Regions from separate parts of the Capra hircus genome. Here region 1 is linked to region 2. The links are chromatin contacts, called in public Hi-C maps. All regions are on one chromosome and are shown on one strand. Each heading gives the region's core, a stretch centred on a gene start, on an enhancer-like site or on the middle of the called end of the contact. The rest is flanking DNA. Distances are from core to core; before and after follow the strand shown.

The links. Hi-C and Micro-C count contacts between places; a contact is called where the count stands out from the background.
Region 1: a Hi-C map of blood shows a contact between it and region 2, with 4 times the contacts expected there. The contact joins the promoter of CXCR6 here to the enhancer-like site in region 2. A contact is called at or near these places in 3 of 5 Hi-C or Micro-C datasets (blood and liver).

Annotation. Positions count from the first base shown.
Region 1 is chr22:53,388,887-53,395,059 of ARS1.2, forward strand. CXCR6 (C-X-C chemokine receptor type 6) reads right to left here and starts at 4,115. Exons shown (of 2, transcript XM_018067085.1): 1 at 3,908-4,115; 2 at 1-484. The coding sequence starts at 463. The region is part of intron 14 of FYCO1 (FYVE and coiled-coil domain-containing protein 1); the gene reads left to right.
Region 2 is chr22:53,298,276-53,304,198 of ARS1.2, forward strand. No RefSeq gene overlaps it. Among named protein-coding and RNA genes, the nearest start is that of XCR1, 28 kb to the right of the region's middle. Within about 2 kb of position 3,031, at least 1 of the 5 cell types and tissues checked has an H3K27ac peak or open chromatin away from gene starts, as enhancers often do.

The DNA.
Region 1 (6,173 bases), core at 2,865-5,364, 92 kb after region 2:
AGATGGACGAGCAGATGGCCTTACCCCAGGCCATGCGCTTGGCCTGCTGGTTGTAGGCCTTGGTGGCCCGCACCACCGCGACGAAGCGGTCCACGGTGATGCAGGTGAGGATGAGCATGGACGTGTAGAAGTTCAGCGTGTAGATGCCCAGCAGGGCTTTGCACATGACGCTGCCAAAGACCCACTCGTGGATGCCTGCGTAGGCCCAGAAGGGCAGAGTGCAGACGAACACCAGGTCAGCCAGGGGCAGGTTCATCAGGAACACATCCGTCAGGCTCTTCAGCTTCTGGTAGAAGACGTAGATGACCAGCACCAAGGAGTTTCCCACCAGGCCGCAGGTGAACACCACCACGTACATGCACGGCAGGAAGAACTTGCTGAACTGCATGAAGTCTTGGTGCCCCTGGCTGCTGTCGTTGGAACTGTTGAAGAACCCGAGGTCTTCGTAGTTATACTCAGCCATGTCGTCTGTTCTGCTGGACCCCTGGGAGACAGACCACAGGAATTACATCCATTTGGGTTGAGGGTGACCCCTCCTGTCCTCCCACTGTCCCACTGCCCACATTCAGGGGGCAGATGTGCGTGTATGTATGCTAAGTCACTTCGGTCATGTCCGACACTGCAACCCTGTGGACTGTAGCCCACCAGGCGCCTCTGTCCGTGGGATTCTCTAGGCAAGAATACTCGAGTGGGTTGCCATTTCCTTCTCCAGGGGATCTTCCCCACCTGGGGATCGAACCTGCATCTCTCAAGTCTCCTGCATTAGCGGACGGGCTCTTTACCACTAGTGCCCCCTAGGAAGCCCCCTCCTGTCTTCCCACTGCCCTGCTGCCCACATGTTGGGGGCGAATAGTCAGCTTCTAAACGTTCCCACTGTTCTGCTGGGTAACAGCCCAGGATACTGGGGACAGCCTGTTCTGAGAGGAAACTGCTCAGCAGTTTAACTTGCGGTAAAGCTCTTAGGACCCCACCCACATTCCAGAAAATCCTGTGCTGAATGGCCTTGGTAGTAGAGGTCATCACATGGTGAAATGGGGACCGTGTCCTTTTGGAAGGACTGCGCTGGTCTTCAGTGGGGAGGCTGTCTTCATCTGCCTGGGCCTCACAGCAGGTACCCACCCAGCCTGTGCCCCATGTTTTGTGAGGCTGACCCCTGGACCTGGAATTGTGAAGGTATGGCAATATCCCCCTTAGAGGGGGGTCCACCTTGATGGGCCTGGAAAGCAAGAGGAGTTTGGTCCTTTCTGCCCCAGGTGGCCTGTTCATCCTGCCTCATCTTCCTGTGATGGGGAGACAGGTCGGGGAACAGCCAGGCTGCCCAGTGCTTTGGCTGAGTGGCTTCCTGCCCAGGGAACTGGGTGGTTCTCCTCACCCCCAACCCCAGCCTTCCCCTTGCTTGTCTGTGTATGATATTTCACCCTCAGGGCCCCTTTGATCTCTAGGAATCTCTTCAGGGTAGATTACCTGAGAAGGGAACATTACTCTTGCTTTTATAACCAACTGTGTAGGGCTGAGGGGTCTCCTTTAACAAACAGAAGAGCTGATGGAAATGGGATGTCAGGGGGATGGGCAGCCACAAACAGGGCCGATGGCCAGCCTTGGAGTGGGGCTGCTTATAGCAGAGACCAAATAGCTGTCTGTCTTGCCTGGGGGTCCTAGCCCTTCAAGATAATCACCACCTGGGACCCTGCTCTGGGCCCTGGGACCCCGCTGGGGACCACGGACCAGCCCCAGGGGTGACGTAGTCTGGTGCGGGAGCAGGGGCAGCTTTGGCAGCATCAGCCTTGGGGGGTCAGGTCGGTCCCCTGCAGGTCAGTGACCCGCAGACACTGAGCACCCAGGGGCTCCTGCAGGGACTTGTGTCATAACCCACTGGCACCTCAAGGAGATGAGCTTTGAGAAGAACAGGCCTTCGTCCAGCAAAGGCAGAATATCAACCGGCCAGAGAAGAGGGTGCAAGAGAGGTGATTTCTCCTTTTGGCCTCCAGAGACTCGACTTCTCCCCATGCTGGGTCCTGACTAGAAGGGATGTCCACCTTCGTGCTGCCACCTTGGTTGTTCATGGGGTCAAAGCAGCAGAAAGGACCTTGCCTTTGGGCTAGGACTGCTTAGTGCTAAGTCCCTCCTCCTGGACCACAAACCGTTGGCTCTAAGAGTGAAAGGCCAGCCCGGCGGCATTGTGCCCCGCCGTCCCTGGGCTGTAGGTTAAGTTGGGTCCAACGATCATGAGTCTGTGTCACTGCTTCACATGGGGGCGGAAACATTAATCAGTTAGAACATGACACTGAAAGTAACGTCACGTCTCCGTTATCGCTTGACTCCCTCTTCCCTGTAAAAGATGCGTTACACTGGCATTGCGGTTGCCTCAGAGGACCCATGCAAATTCATTTGTAACAGTTGGTAAGTTTAGACCGTATTTAACAGGTTGGGAATGCACAGTTATGTGCAGATGGAGTATTAAAAATTACTTTCCCTTCTAGAAATGTTAAGAGTACTCATTTCTTTATTTTCTCTAACCAAAGTCCTAGGTTGATTTGTGAAAATTTTAAAAATAATAATATATCCAACTTTGGAAATAGTAAATATGTGATAATAAATAAAGAAAATATAATCTAGGCATAAAATAGAATATGATTGAAACATTTAGGAAGCACCCTTGACTTTGGGAAATACAGTGTGTTAAACATTGTTTTTATTGGCGCATAGTTGATTCACTGTGTGGGGTTAGATTCAGCTGTACAGCAAAGTGAGTGAGTTATGCATGTACGAATGTCTACTCTTTTTTTCTAGATTCTTTCCCCATATAGGCCATTACAGGGTATTGAGTAGAATTCCATGTGCTATACAGCTATATAGGAGTGTGTATATGTCAATCCCAGTCTCCCAATTTCTGCCCCCCAAAAAATACATTTAAATTGCTCAAAACAATGTAAGCACAAAGTAGATATGCAAAATACTATTTGGCTGTTACTGTTACAGCGAGTAGAGGACAAAGTGCTTGTGAAATTGATGATGATCTCAACGTGCTTTGATCAGAAACCGCTTTGAGAGTCTCCTAAAAGCTGCACGTCGTTTCCCTCAGTGATGATGTACATACATGCCTGCAATTGCAGGGATTCATGAACTCTAAACCCCCCTGTTCCATGCTCTATGGGCCTTGTTTAAGAACCTACGATAAGCTCTATGGTTTGGACAAAAATTTTCTTAAAACAAACAGAAATTACATTTTATCAGCAGTTCACCCCTGACTGGTAGAATTAGTAGTGACTTATTTCCCTTCCTCATTTAAAATTTTCTGTATTTTCAAAAGCTATTACAGTTGTGTATTGATGTACATGGAGAAAAGAAAGTAAACCATGAGCTAAGATAACAACGGTCCTATAAAATGGAAAAGAAACGAAAAAAAAAGGGGAAAAAGAGATTAGTCAGTGAACAAACACGGGTAGCTAGCGTCTCCTTATCTTCTAGGGAAGGTGTGATTCTGCCATTCCTATCAGCAGCATGTTTAGTTTTTTAGTTTAGTCTCTCAGTTGTGTCCGACTCTTTGTGACCCCCTGGACTGTAGCCTACCAGGCCCCTCCATCCACAGGATGCTCCAGGCAAGAGTACTGGGGTGGGTAGCCATTTCCTTCTCCAGAGGATCTTCCCGACCCAGGGATTGAACCCAGGTCTCCCACACTGTAGGCACATCATGTTACCAGCGTCGTATTACAGAAACAGATTAAGTCACGGTCCTCTACTCTAGCCCTCTGGCAGCAAGTGGCTGAGTTGGAGTTTGAGCCAAGAGCAGTTGAGCTGGAAAACCCAGGCACTTGACTGTACCACGCTGCAGCAGGACTCTGAGAATCCCCCCCAAAACGTGGGGTTAGCCCCTCTTTTAACTATAAAGAAAAGATAAATGACTCACCGGTAGAGCTGCTCTTTCAGTTTGTTAACCAGACGAGGTTGCTCACAGCACGACGGTCTGCCTTTGTCTCTGATGTGGTCCGGGTTTCCGTTGAGTGATTGTGAAGAGTTCTCAGTTGGTGATGTTAGGAGACCCAGCCCTTCCCCATCTTGCAGGTCAGAATCCACATGACCCAGCCCGCACCCGTGTAATTTGGGGGTCCGAGAGACAAAGCAGTGGCTCCGATGCTGCACAACCCCCACATCCTGGCTGGGGTCTTACCCTTTTACCAGGATCTGAGAGGGTTTTAATTTGTAAACCAAAGGGGAGCCATGCACAGGTCTGGCACTGGTAGTCCACTGAAGATGGTGGCATTTATACCCTAAAATTATTTCATCCACTAGTCGTATGTTCCTTTGGAGCAGTTTGGGTCTGGACCAGTGCAAAGTTGATGCTATGGCCTGGGTTCTATGTGTGTACACCTCCAACATACATGACAGCCCTGATCCCTATAGCAACCGTGCAAGTAGGTATTATCCCATTTTATAGATGGGAATCCGGAGGACCATAGCCAGAGAACAACCCTCATGGACTCACAGCCAGTAACTGCCATTGCCAGGATGCAAGGCCAGGTGTCTATCATCACCAGGCCAGTGGGCCAGATGGCTTCTAGAGATGGGTCTGCCAGAGGGCCTGATGTCACCCTGCCTCCTAAACCCACTCCACTCAGGTGGTGCTCACCGCCCTGCTTCTCACAGCTAGGGTCACTAGTGAACAGGCTGAACCAAATCCTGAAGGACCTGTCTCTCTCAACAAGACATCCCTTCACAGGGAGCCAGCCCCACATTTTGGAGTCTTTGAGCTTTGAGAGATGAGTTCCTCCCAGCGACAAGCCAACCGTGTCACTTAGGCCCAGTTCACGGGGTGATGACGGAAGGGCCTGAACCTGGTCAGACACACTGACTTGGCAGTGCTTGTCCCCCTCAGCACATCCTCCCTGGGGAGAAGCAGCCCGGTGCCCTCTGTGACCGCGCCCATGCCTGGGAGGGAGGAGAGCTATGTATCTCAGAGAGAGCGAGACTCTACTTGTCATAAGCATTCTCCAGTGGAGAGTTCAAACTCACAACTAAGTCAGAGCCCCCCCTCCCCAGTTTGAGGGCCAGAATTTTATTTCTGTTGTCTTCCAATTTGGAGTGTCGGTTGCTTGTCTTTGAAACAAAAGTGAAGTTCTTGACGGCAAATACCCAATCATATGTCTTGGGTTTTCCCCCAGATCATGCAAACAGTTCTTGAGTAGAATCAGGGAAGAATAAAAGGGCCGTGGCAGCTGTGCCCACCGCAGGCTCTCTTGGTGTCAGACTCTTGACCCATTCCCTTTTTCTGAACGCCTGACACTCTGGAGCCAGAGCCCTGGTTCCGGCTGCAGCTCTGGGACCAGGGATGGGGCAGTGGCTGCTGGGAGAGGAGTAACTGCCAGGCGGTGGTGGGTGGTGGGGGCTGTGGAAGATGAGTGGAAAGACCCTCAGAAAAGCAGCCTACCCAGAGGGCAGCAGGCGGCGGGTCAGTGGTGAGGACAGGGATGTGGGTCTGCATATTTACCAAGTAATCAGACATCAAAACCAGAAGCGCCCTTCTTCACTTGGTTTTTCAGCAAAAAGGAAGCCAAAACCAAAAGAAAAACTGGTAAGAATTTAAAAGTCAAATAAAAAGATGTGCCCAAGCCCTGCAGTGAATGTGGCCCACCGTGTGGCTTAGCCTCTCCTCCTAGACCCGAGCTGTTCAGCAGAGCCTTCTGGAATGCTGGGCGTGCCCTGTGGCCGCGTGACCAACAGGCAAGTGTAGGTATCAGGCACTTGGAGTGTGGCCACTGAAACCATGGAGCCAGGCTTTGAGTTTTGTTTTAATTCTGATAAATTTAAGCGGCCACATGAGGCCAGTGGTACTGCACTGTACTCTACTGGGCAGAGCAGTTGTAAAGCAGAGACCTCTCCAGTTCACAGGAGGCCCCGGGTAACAGGCAGAGCAGCATTCCTAACTGCTGGCCTGGCCTGGCGGAGGGGCAGGTGGGGCCCCCTGAAGAAGGCTGTCAGCAGGACAGACAGGCCAGGAGGCTCTCTAGGCTCCATGCCTTCCTCAGACAACCTGAGCCGCCAGGAGTCTGCTCCTCGGGCAATTGGCAGGATGGAAGTTAAAGAAGCAAGTTGTTGAGGCGTTCTGATTTATGACAGGAGAATACTGTAGATTCCAGCTGCAGATACTGAGCTGGACAGAGCCCCACTGTGACCCC
Region 2 (5,923 bases), core at 1,781-4,280:
GTGTCAAGGCCCAGGCTCTTTCCACTTTGTTGCTCTGTGCAGTGAGGTGGTGTCCTCGTCGGCACTGCCCAAGAAGGCTCAAAGCATGTCTGCATCCCAACTAGTTGGGGAGGAATAGGAACCCCAGAGGACAAGCCCCTGTCCCTTTAAACCACAGCCTGGAATTCACGCAGGTCACTTTCACTTGCATCACACTGGCCAACGGAAGACTCAGATGTAAGGAAAGCTGAGAGACGTTAGCCCTATTCTAGGCAGCCACGCTGAGCTTAAAATCCAGGGATGTGTGGTTTTGGGAGAGAATGAATAGTAGGGGACATCTCCATTCTCTACTGGTCAGATGGAGAAAGAGAGACGACCGTCTTCCTGGGAGTAGGAGGGGGGAGCGGTGGCACACAGAAGGAGCCACAGCCGTGAGGCCAGCAGAGAGGCTGGGGGCATGGGCAGGCCCCACGCCCCTTGTGCCATGAAACACTGCTCCCAGCCCTGCCCTTCCAGGTGGTGTCCTCCCAGGAAATCTCCTTCCTTTAAAGGGCCTGAGGTACTCAGACATCTTTGCTTTGTGTCCAGGATGTTCAGTCCTCTTGTCGATGAGGTCTGAGCAATATTTTAATCGTGGTTCCATTCTCCAGATGAGAAAACTAAACCTTAGGTGCTTCATCGTCTGTCCTCAGGTCCCCCAGCCCTGGTCGATCAAAGAAGAAAAGAGGCATCAGAATCTGTTGCTTTCAGCCTCTTGATCAGTAAGACAGAAACAAACCACTGATGCACGATGCTATCTGGCTTCCTCTGAATGGAAAGAGATAGAGATCTTGAGAGTCTTGTTTGCTGAGACCACAAGCTCAGTGTGAGTCAGCCATCTAACATAACAGTAGCAGAGATGTGAGACTGACGCGTTTACGTGGGCACTGGACATACAGGCCCTTGCCGAGGTCCCACGTATATGAAGCCCCCCTTGGAGATCACAGTTCAGTTAACCACAGTGCACAGTGGGGCTGGGAAATGTAGGCAAGAAGAGTGGGGTCAGGACATAACCAGCATGGAGAGGGTAGGGTTAGCCTTCGGTCTCGGGGGAGGAAGTCCTTCCCAGACCGGCAGAAGTGGTTCTCAAAGGGGATGGCCAGGGCGATAACTTACCTGGGGATATAACTTTTGAAAATAAGAATCTGAAATCGCTTAACAGGCCTTAACTGATATATAATATGCATGAGCCATTTGTGGGCAAGCTCAATTCAGTTTAGTCACTCAGTCGTGTCTGACTCTTTGCGACCCCATGGACTGCAGCACACCAGGCCTCCCTGTCCATCACCAACTCCCGGAGTTCACTCAAACTCACGTCCATCGAGTCGGTGATGCCATCCAGCCATCTCATCCTCTGTCGTCCCCTTCTCCTCCCGCCTTCAATCTTTCCCAGCATCAGGGTCTTTTCCAGTGAGTCAGTTCCGCGCATCAGGTAGCCAAAGTATTGGAGCTTCAGCTTTAGCATCAGTCCTTCCAATGAATATTCAGGACTGATTTTCTTTAGGATGGACTGGTTGGATCTCCTTGCAGTCCAAGGGACTCTCAAGAGTCTTCTCCAGCACCACAGTTCAAAAGCATCAATTCTCCAGTGCTCAACTTTCTTTATAGTCCACCTCTCACATCCATACATGACTACTGGAAAAACCATCACTTTGACTAGATGGACTTTTGTCGGCAAAGTGATGTCTCTGCTTTTTAACATGCTGTATAGGTTGGTCGTGGCTTTTCTTCCAAGAGAACCCCATGACCAGTATGAAAAGGGTAAGCTCAGAGGGGCAGAAATCCTGCTAACCCTAAGAATGGGCATCTGCCAGACACCCTGGCCATAAGCCAACTGTGCTGTGATAATGAGGGTCTCCATTCTGGTCTAGATGGTCCTCAAGTTAGGATTGGGCAGCATCAGGAGGACAGAGTGGGTGATTATGGTCCTTACCAGCAAGCGCCAGAAGTACAGGTGGTCCTGTAGAGCAACTACTGACCACTGATGGATAAGTCCATCAGAAACCTAACTCAAACCTGCTTGAGCCAAAAAAGGCCACTGTAGGCTGTGCAAGCAAAGCGCACCGAGTGTGCATTTGGGTAGAGCTGGACCAAGTTCCACTGGATTTAGAGAGTCAGCTGTCGCCAGGGCTTCTCTCTCCACCTACATCTTCATTGACTCAGGCTGCTGTAACAAAACCCCATAGACAGGGAGGTTTAAAGAGCAGGCATCTATTCCTCGTAGCTCTGGAGGTTGGTAAGTCCAAGACCAGAGCACTGGCGTGCTTAGCTCCCACTTCTTGGCTAGCAGACGGCCACCATCTCTCTGTATCCTCACACGATCTCTTCTTTAGTGTGAGTGCAAGTGGGGAGAGAGAGTATGAACTCTGGTGTCTCTTCCTCTTGTGAAAAGTGCACTAATCCCATTATGGTGGGCCCATAATTATGGGGGGCTCATTCACAAAGAGACTGGAGAATGAGCAGGCTTCCCTGTGGGAGCGAGACCCCAGAAGTGAGGCAAAGATCTGGTCCCAGAACTGGAGTAGGCCTGGAGCCAGAGGCCACAAGGGGCCTCCATGGGTGTGAGGCCCGGGATCTAGGCTCCAGCCTCCTTAGAGATGCGCTAGAAGGGAGCTGAAGGTGATGTCGGCTGTGGAAAGAAGGAGGCTACAGAGGCGGAGAACTTGGCCAAGCCTCACAGCTGTCAGTCCATCCCAGCAACACCTCCAGAACCGCTACAAGGAAATGCAACAAGATTAGAACTTGTGGTGCCTCTCTCTCCATCAGCAACTTTGAATCATCACCCCTTCTTTTCACTGATCAGCACTTTCAAGGTAATTGCAAGGACTCCAGAGGAAACGTTTCATCTTTGTAGCTGCTGGCATGAAAACTTTGTGAAGGAGAAAAGTCTTTGAAAAGTCCACTTTTCAAGGGTAGAAAGGGACCTTCCAGCCTGGCCTTGGAGCTGGTATCCACTTTTTTGCAGAAGGGAGGAGATTCTTACGGAGCATAAAAGAGGAGGGAGGAGTGGGACTGGGCGCTGGGGCAGGCGGCCCGGGGAAAAGAGAGATGCCACCACGGCCCAGAGGAAGTTCGAGGGGCTTGCTGGGTATGTGCGTGTGAGATTAACTTTGCCTAGTGCACTCTGCCCAGCTGAAATCTTTTTTTTTTTTTTTTTTTTCCAAGCATGCCGTGCTTCATGCAGAATCCTAGTTCCCTGACCCAAGGATCAAACCTGCACCGCTGCAGTGAACATGTAGAGTCGCAACCACTGGACCACCACGAAAGTCCCTCAGCTGAAATCTTCAGTCAGTTCTCCACTGCTCATTAATGCAGCTCCTATCCCTGGGGTTACAACTGACCAAAATCAATTTCATCATGTATAATCGTACAGGTCCTTTTGGTTAATAATAGCAGCCACCAAGAGTTAAGGGAGTTGAAAATCACCTACTCCCTGTACCCTCACTCCATCAGGTTACCGTAAGAGCAAGTTTCAGAATGAATTAGGCCCTGAAGACAGACATTTCTGAGCAAGGAGGTAGTACATTCAAGTGCAATCATTTGGGGCCACAAAGAGGTGGTGAGAATGAAAATGAAGACTTCAGGCAAAGATGAACAAACCTTAGGGGGAACTACTATAAATGGATTTTCGGTATGTTTATTTATACACCTGTTACTTCATTCAAAAAGTCACTAGAGGCAGTGACGACTTGTTTGGCTTTATCAGCAGGGAAGAAATACAATAAAACATGAATGGCATACAAACGTGCCTTGCCCACTGAAAAGCATGAACTAGCTTTGTTCTCCAAAGGTGTCAGCATTGCAGATGCAAACGTAGGACCTTGTAGCTCTCAAACCAAGCACCCCTCCTGCCTCCTGAAGACCCAAAGGGAATTATGGGAGGAGTCGGTTTCACCTGTCCAGTGCAGCGGCAGGGAGGAGGTCCAGTCCAGCAGGTGGGGCCGGGTGTCTGGAATCCGGTACAAAACCATGCAAAATGCAGACCTAAACCAAGAGAGCGTCTGACATTGGGGTCCAGCCAGCCAGGCGCCGAGAGGGGTAGAACTCAGAAAACAACAAAGAGAACCCCGAGAGCAGTGGTCTTCCCAAATCCAGGAAGATGGGCAGCAGGTAGGAGGGCGCCTGGGACAACAGTAGCTTATAAGGCTGTGGTCACTGGAGTGAAATTTTGAAAGAGCCCTGAGCAGAAACTGAGAAAGACAGGAGTAATAAGAGAGGTTCTGGAGGGACTGCACCACTGTGAGGTAGAAACTGCATGCAGAGAGAGAGAAAAACCCCAGTTACTGAAGGCAGGTACAGGTGGGGGGCACCTGGTCACACCTGAAGATGAGGCCTGAGTGGCCAGCGAGCTCTCCTTAAATGCCACTTCTTAATGTTAGAATTAATCTCGGAAACAGAAATAATATTTTAAATAGGATACATTCAGCTAGAAGTAAGCAGAAACTGAACTGAAAGTAGCGAAACAACAAGGAGGCTGTTGACTCATGGGAAGTTCGGCGGCACAAGGCAGTGGCTCCGAGTCCCTTTGCTGGTGACCATCTTGCCTCTGCCTCGCTCAGGCTGCAGGCGGAGAAGTGGTCCCTGTCATGCTGGCTTTGGGTAGGGGCAGAGCAAACACAGGGCGGATAAGCCATGCAGGCAGGGCGGGTACCTGAACAGAATCATTCTGTTAGAAAGAAGGAATGGGGAACAATGCCTGCAACGCCCCAGAGTCCACCAAGGGCGGGAGGCAGCACAGCTGAGCAGCAGACCCGCTCACCCATGCTGTGGCATCTCTAGCCAGCTGTGTGGTCTGGGGCGAGCCACCTTGGCTCTGGAGGGCTCCATTTTTTTTCCATCTTATGTTAAAGTGATGAAACAAGAGAATGTGTCAGATTCTATCCAGCTCTAAACAATCTCTGACTCTGTGTGTTGGGATGCTCATGTGTGTTGAGATGCTCAGTATATAAGCCTTCAGGTATGGGACATGATTCTGGTCTTTTGTAGAAGATTCCATTTTCTAGAGATGGCCAGAGCAATTCCTCTCATCCCTCATGCCCCCCAACTTGGGACCTTGCCACTCTGTCATCAGGATATCGAGTCTAATTCTCATCCCCTTGCATCTCTGCCAGCCTGATGACTTGATTGTATCCATAGTAGCTCATAGCTGATAGACTATGGGAGAAGTAACACTGAGAGACTTCCCAAAAGGCCATGCAGAATCCACTTGGTTCTCTCCAAACACTAGTTGCAAGGCAATCTAGCACCATATAAGAAATTCAACTATTCTGAAAATGCCATGCTAGCGAGGCCAAGAGTAGGTGCTCATGTCGACAACCCAGCTGAGCCTCCCGTCCACAGCCACCATTGGCTGCCAGCCATGAGTGTGCGCCATCTTGGGCATCCATCCTGGGCTGACCTTCAAATGATTAAAGCCTCAGCTAACATCATGCTGCAACCCCATGAAAAATAATACAAGTAGAGGGTCTAGCTGCCTTTCTAGAATTCCTCACCCAGAAAATCAAGAGCAAAAGAAAAACAAGTGTTGCTGGTCTGCACCCCTATGTTTCAGAGAGATTGGTCAGGCAGCAGAGATGACCAGAATAACCTTATAGAAGAGTGGGCATGAAGGAACAAGAAAGGATTGAGTCAGCTTTAAGAGATTGTTTCTGATAGTTGCAAAACACTGAACGTATCTCAGTTCCTTTTTTTTTTTTTTTTTTTTGGCTATTTAAGGAAGCAATGGAGAGATTCTTTGGAGACATGATCTGTGGGCATCTTACCAGGAGATAATAGCAATGAACTTTCACCTTAATGCAGCCCTTTGGAGTTTGTAAAAAGCAAAGCAGCTCATTTGAGTGTCAGAACTAAGGGGTAGGGCACAACTCAGCCTCCATTTCGGCCCAGCAGCCCTCCTGGAAGTCCT